2 separate regions of the Mus musculus genome follow, and region 1 is linked to region 2. Evidence: chromatin contacts called from public HiChIP or PLAC-seq data. All regions are on one chromosome and are shown on one strand. The core of a region is the stretch at or near the end of the contact, and the rest is flanking DNA. Distances in the headings are between cores, read along the strand shown. Region 1 overlaps Gm41534 (a long non-coding RNA gene). Region 2 has its middle 16 kb from the start of Gm41534.

The links. HiChIP or PLAC-seq counts read pairs in DNA pulled down with a chosen protein or histone mark.
Region 1: an H3K27ac HiChIP or PLAC-seq map of stem cell-derived epiblast-like cells shows a contact between it and region 2, with 2.7 times the contacts expected there. The contact joins two enhancer-like sites. A contact is called at or near these places in 1 of 484 Hi-C or Micro-C datasets (myocytes) and 2 of 115 datasets of contacts at active chromatin or transcription factors (epiblast stem cells and stem cell-derived epiblast-like cells).

What each region holds. Positions count from the first base shown.
Region 1 is chr17:16,372,974-16,375,787 of GRCm38.p6, forward strand. The region is part of intron 2 of Gm41534 (a long non-coding RNA gene); the gene reads left to right. Among named protein-coding and RNA genes, the nearest start is that of Gm41534, 140 kb to the left of the region's middle. Within about 2 kb of position 1,293, at least 12 of the 459 cell types and tissues checked have an H3K27ac peak or open chromatin away from gene starts, as enhancers often do. A contact at or near this core is called in stem cell-derived epiblast-like cells, where this site is marked.
Region 2 is chr17:16,218,429-16,221,128 of GRCm38.p6, forward strand. No RefSeq gene overlaps it. Among named protein-coding and RNA genes, the nearest start is that of Gm41534, 16 kb to the right of the region's middle. Within about 2 kb of position 1,408, at least 18 of the 459 cell types and tissues checked have an H3K27ac peak or open chromatin away from gene starts, as enhancers often do. A contact at or near this core is called in stem cell-derived epiblast-like cells, where this site is marked.

The DNA of each region.
Region 1 (2,814 bases), core at 43-2,542, 150 kb after region 2:
CCTTTTTACAGTGACCCCAGAATCCCAGTGGAAGATTTTCACTATTCTTTTTCCTAGTCTAGTTTTAATAGAAGCTTACATTTAAGAAGCCAAGAAGATCTTAATTTATTTGGGGAATATTACATTAGTTTTCTCAGAATAGTAAAGGCCATGGAAACCAAAATCTTGCAAAATGAAAAACAACAGATGTCACACAGCTGCTCTTCACGCCATAGCTATGTGAAGGGAGTCCTGTGACCTTCACACTGGCTTTGCCACTATTTCTAGTCAGCTGACCTTGGTGAATTTCCACAGATTATTTTTTCTCTTTACCAACTGGAAACTTTCCTTTTTTGAATTTTCTATTATGTATTTGTATAACTCAAATGGTTATGGATCTGAACAGAAATTCCCAAAAGATGAAATAAAAATGGCTAAAATGTCACTTAAAAATAGTTCACGGTCTCTAGCAGTTAGGGGAATGCAAATTAAAAAACAACTTTGAGATTTCATTTTTCCCCTGGCAGGCTGAATAAGACCAACAAAATCACCTAGAACAAATTCTGGCAAGGATGTAAGGAAAGGAGAACCCTTATACATTGTTGTTTTTGCAAACTGGTACAACTACTATGGAAATTAGTGTGGATTATTCTAAAAAATAAGATCAATTGCATGACTCGCTTATACTATTCCTTCTTATATGCCCAAAGGACTTAACATCCTCCTCTACAAGCACTTGCTTAGCACTGATTTTTGGCTGCTCTGTTCACAACAGTGAGGAAATGGAAACAACCTAAATGTTCTTCAACTGAAAAATGGATTAAAAAAAAAATCTAGTACATATACATAATGAACACTATTCAGCTGTAAAGAAAAATGAAATCACAAAATTTGTAGGTAAGTGAATGGAAGTTAAAATACTATTCTGAGTGGTATATAGCGCCAAACTTCGGCAGACCCTCTTGGTCCCTTGTTTGCATAGAATGGGTCTCTAGTTGCAGGTGGACAAGGAGTCGGGCGAATGAATGACAGACAGATGCAAAACAGGAGATTGTGTAGAATCTGAATGTATTGTCACAAAGTGAACACCAGTCTTAAATAATACAGAAAATAAAGGGGGTAGGATGTCACAGCAGGCAAAGTACATTGAAGTTACCTGACACAAAACAAAGGAATGACTTCAAAAGGACTTACAGGAACCAGGTAATATTTACAGTAAAGATAAAACCGCCCTGCCTAGGGTCAGCAAATGACAGGTAAGGATTTCACACCCTAGTCACAATTTGTGCTACTCCTTTGAGCCTTGTTAAAGCTAGCACCAGGGGGTTCTGCTCTAGCAGGCCTTCTCATGAATAATGCAATACCACAACCCCCCTCTTTCCTAGGCCTGATAAATTCTTGTATGAGTGTAACTTGGCTGTTCTTTTAAGTATCTGTGGAGAATCTCCATTTGTCAGAAGAATTCACCAACTTGCTTCTAATATGCAATGTAGACTGCTATACCTGGCTGTAGTGAAGATTCCTGTCTCAGTGGGATTCCCTAACTTTTACATGGTAAACCCACCTATTAGCTAGGCCATTGTGTATTCCCTTGTTTGGGTAAGACTGGCTACTGTCCCAAGTAAACACTCTGCAGACCAGCCCTGAGCTATTCTGGCTCTGTTCTTTGTAATGCCTAATTAGTTTCAATGTCTCTACTAGAAGTAAATTTGAATGTTCCTGAATAGGTAGCCTTCTTACTGAATTCCTACTGAATTCCAAGTTTGTCGACTTCAAGGATTTTCTGGGACATTGGAACACTGGCGAAGGCTTAGCTATGTCAGAATTCAATCTTAAAAGGCACTTATAATAAAATAATACTAAAAGAGAGCACGTGGATCCATACACCAGACTAACGCAGGGATAGGGTATGAGTATACGGGTTATGAGAACGCCAAGGTTCCAGGAGGTGAGTTTCTCTGAAACTCTTTGCCTCATGAGTGCTTCCAGGCTTCTCAGCCTGTCAAGCAGACTACACTGGAGTGTGTGTAGCAATTCCCAACCCCCACATTTTGTGGCTCTTGGCTCCAAATCATCATATGTGAGAGCACAACCTGGTACAACCACAGCAACCAGGAAAAGTAAAAGAGACAATGGGAGGATGGGCCAGATGGAGCTTTAGAGAGGAGGGTAGCTGGATATAGGTGCTATAAAGGGGAAGATGGGCAAAACAGTAGGAAGGGGCTTTCTTGGGGAGGGGAGAAGAAGGCAGTATGGGAGTTGATGGAAAAATAAATAACAATAAGGGTATTTGAAAAGACTATAGGGAATCATTTTATTTTATATTTACTTAAAATTATATATGCACGGATACATATATGTTCATATACATACATGCAAATACATATACATTCACATCCACATATACATAGTTGAAATGAAGTTATGCCACTTGGGGTGATAATGTTCTCTGAAAGAGTGATAGACTATGTAACAAAAATCTCGGCACTGTGCATAAGAAATATCCTTTCAAATTATTGATTATATATGCACAGTAACTCCAAAACAATTATAGGTTATTGATTTTGCCTCTGACTAATTCACAGAATTCAAAGGTAAAGCCCCTATTACTGAGAATACCAAAAATTTTAGACAGAGAATTAGAAAGAATATAACCTGGTCTGGCCAAGCTCTGAAGACTGATTTCATAGTATTAGAAGGTAATGATGCTAAGGAAAAAAAGCAATTAATAGTCCTATTCAGATGTGATGTCTATGAACCACAGCAATGATCAGTATGGAAAGATATGGTTAAACATGGAATAGCGGCATTCATATCTTTGGAGCAACCAATAGC
Region 2 (2,700 bases), core at 158-2,657:
GGAGAGAGAGGGAGAGACAGGGAGAGAGAGACCTGGATCATGTCCCTTTCATCTGCAACTAAGACTTATGTATAAAAATATTTTGTAAAATAATTGTCCACAGATACACACAAAAATATATTTTAAGGAAGAAGTGTACTTTAAGCACTACTCTAATCCAAAGTGTGCATATACATATGCAAACATAAAGCACATAGGGCTTTTGTGGGCACTGGCCAGGGTATTACAACTTAGGAATGTATGCTCACCAGAGCTAAGGCTGAGCTGGACCACCCACTAAACAGGGGCCACCCAAGGGAAAATTGGAGACCTGGGCAGGCAGTGCTGCCAGATTTGCTTCACAAAAACAGCTGCAGACATGGAATAGAACTGGGATGGCCATCCCAGCACCTGCTGCCTGGCCCAGACAGCTGGGGATAAGGCTGTGTGGGCCCAGCTGCTTTTAGGAAGGGCACTAACAAAGACTACCGCCGTTTTGGCATATGTCAACTCTTGCTATATTTGGTTGAGGAAGTTTGGCAGGGAGTTATGTGGTGTACCAACTAAAATTTAGGCTGATTAGTCATAAACCAGAATCATAAAATCATAGGATTGGAGGAACCTCCCGTAAAGTGGGTTTCAAACTTTGGTATGAATTAGAATAACATTGGGAATTCCAAACAAGGGTGGTTTCCAGACCTAACACCTTACAGAATCTAACGCAGTGGGTCTTGAGTGAAATTATTTAGAATTTACATTTTAGTCAGTACATGAAGTAAATTTCATCTAGATGAACTATGGAGTTTAAAGTTCTAAGGAACCTCACAGTTTGAGATATTTGTTTAAAATGTATATCATGTTGAGTTCTTATTTCAAAAGTAAGGTTGTATATAAATCTACCAGAAGTTATGAATTTCCCCTCTGCTAAACACAAATATGTAAGAATCATCCAAGTGATTATTGTCTTAAAGGTTCAGTATAGGCCACCAGCCATACATTTCCTTTAATGCCTCTACCTGCCAAAGTTACCACAACCTTTACAAACAGCACTACCAGGTGAAGATCAAGTTTCAAACAGCAAAGCCTAAAGGGCAGATTTCATATTCAAACCACAGTTAGGCAGGCTTCTATGAGGAAATACAAGATTAGCAGGAGGAAGTCAAAGTTCTGCGACAATATGGTTGCCCAGGATAAAACCAAGTAGGACCAGGGGCCCTATGAAGTCAGGGAAAGACTGTATGCAATGAATGATTGACACTACAGATTTATCAGAAGGGCTGGATGATATGATAAAAGGTTTGTGTTGGGGCAAAATAAACTTGATAGACAGGTGACAGGAATTTACAAACTGCAGTTGTATGAGCCAGTGGAAGGATACTTTTGTGCAAGGCCCTGGTGCTGTTGTATTTTGATGTTAATTCCATTCTCCTAGGAGGGGTTGTCTGGAATGAGGAATGAGTCACATACACAAGTGACTCCTTGTGACCCATCCCCTAATGAATACAGTAATTAATCCCTGGGAGAGTAGGTGGGACTTCTGGGCTGGAGAGAGGAAGAGAGGAAACAGAAAAGAGTTAGGGGCTTTTTTTTTTTTTTTTTTTTTTTGGTCGGGTTAGCGAGAGGCAAGATGTAGCTACTAGTGTCTCCCGGTTTATATGGCCAATATGCCAAGATTCTCCAACAGAGGATTTAGATTTAATATGGTTTAGAAGATTAGGATTATGGTTGTTGTGCCCAGAGATTGAGTTTCCATTGTTTCTGAAAGTTTGTGTTGCATTTTCCTTCATGCCACGGTTTGACTGGGTTTAAGAGAGAAAGGTTCGGCAGCAAAGCGTAGGTTTGCCAGATGTGCACCAAAAAGGCCGTGGGGATTTTGAAGCATGGGGCTAGCTCATAACGATTCATCAGTGGGAATTTAGCGAGCTGGGTGGAAAGATTTGAAACTCCGGGGCCAGAGAGTCTGCTGAGATGAGAACACCTGGCTAGAGCCATGTGGCCCCCCCGCCCCCCACCCCCGTGCCCAAAGTAGCGCAGGAATTTGCTGTTCATTTTAATATTTCTCACAACACACTCTGAACAAGAAAAAATATTTTTATTGAGGGGAGGAGAGGGTGATAGAGGTAGATAGATAGGACATTGATAGATAATAGATAGATGATAGATAGCCAGATCCAGCATGGAAATCCATGAAGGAATATTGGGGAATAAAACACCACAATGAGTAAAGAGAGGAAATGGAAGCCGTTTACCAAAGACAAACCATATAAAGCCGAGCAGTACTGTTTTTTATAACAGATCCATAGTCCTCAGGAGACTCAGAGCCAGCTTCAGATCCAGTGACTATTCTGGTGTATGAATCAGCGGTAGAGAGAAACACCATTTTATCATTCTATATGATCCAAAGACAGCAGCTAGGCATCACATGAAAGAGAATCGAATCTATTGTCAAAATCTGAATTCTTCAGGGATCTGATCTGAGTGAAGGGGAGAAAGCGCCGACTCATCCTGCTTAATCTCCTAGGTAAGGGAAGGGCCGGAAGGGAGAGGCAGTTCTGTGGCACAGGAGAGTCAGACACATACAAAGGAAAAAAATGTGACCAGGTTGGAAAGTGTACAGGGAAGGATTATATGATCAACCGAGAATTACTCTGGTGCGTGGTAGATTGAATCATGAGACCAGCCAGGAATCAAATTCAGCAGCCACTTATCTGTCTCACTGCC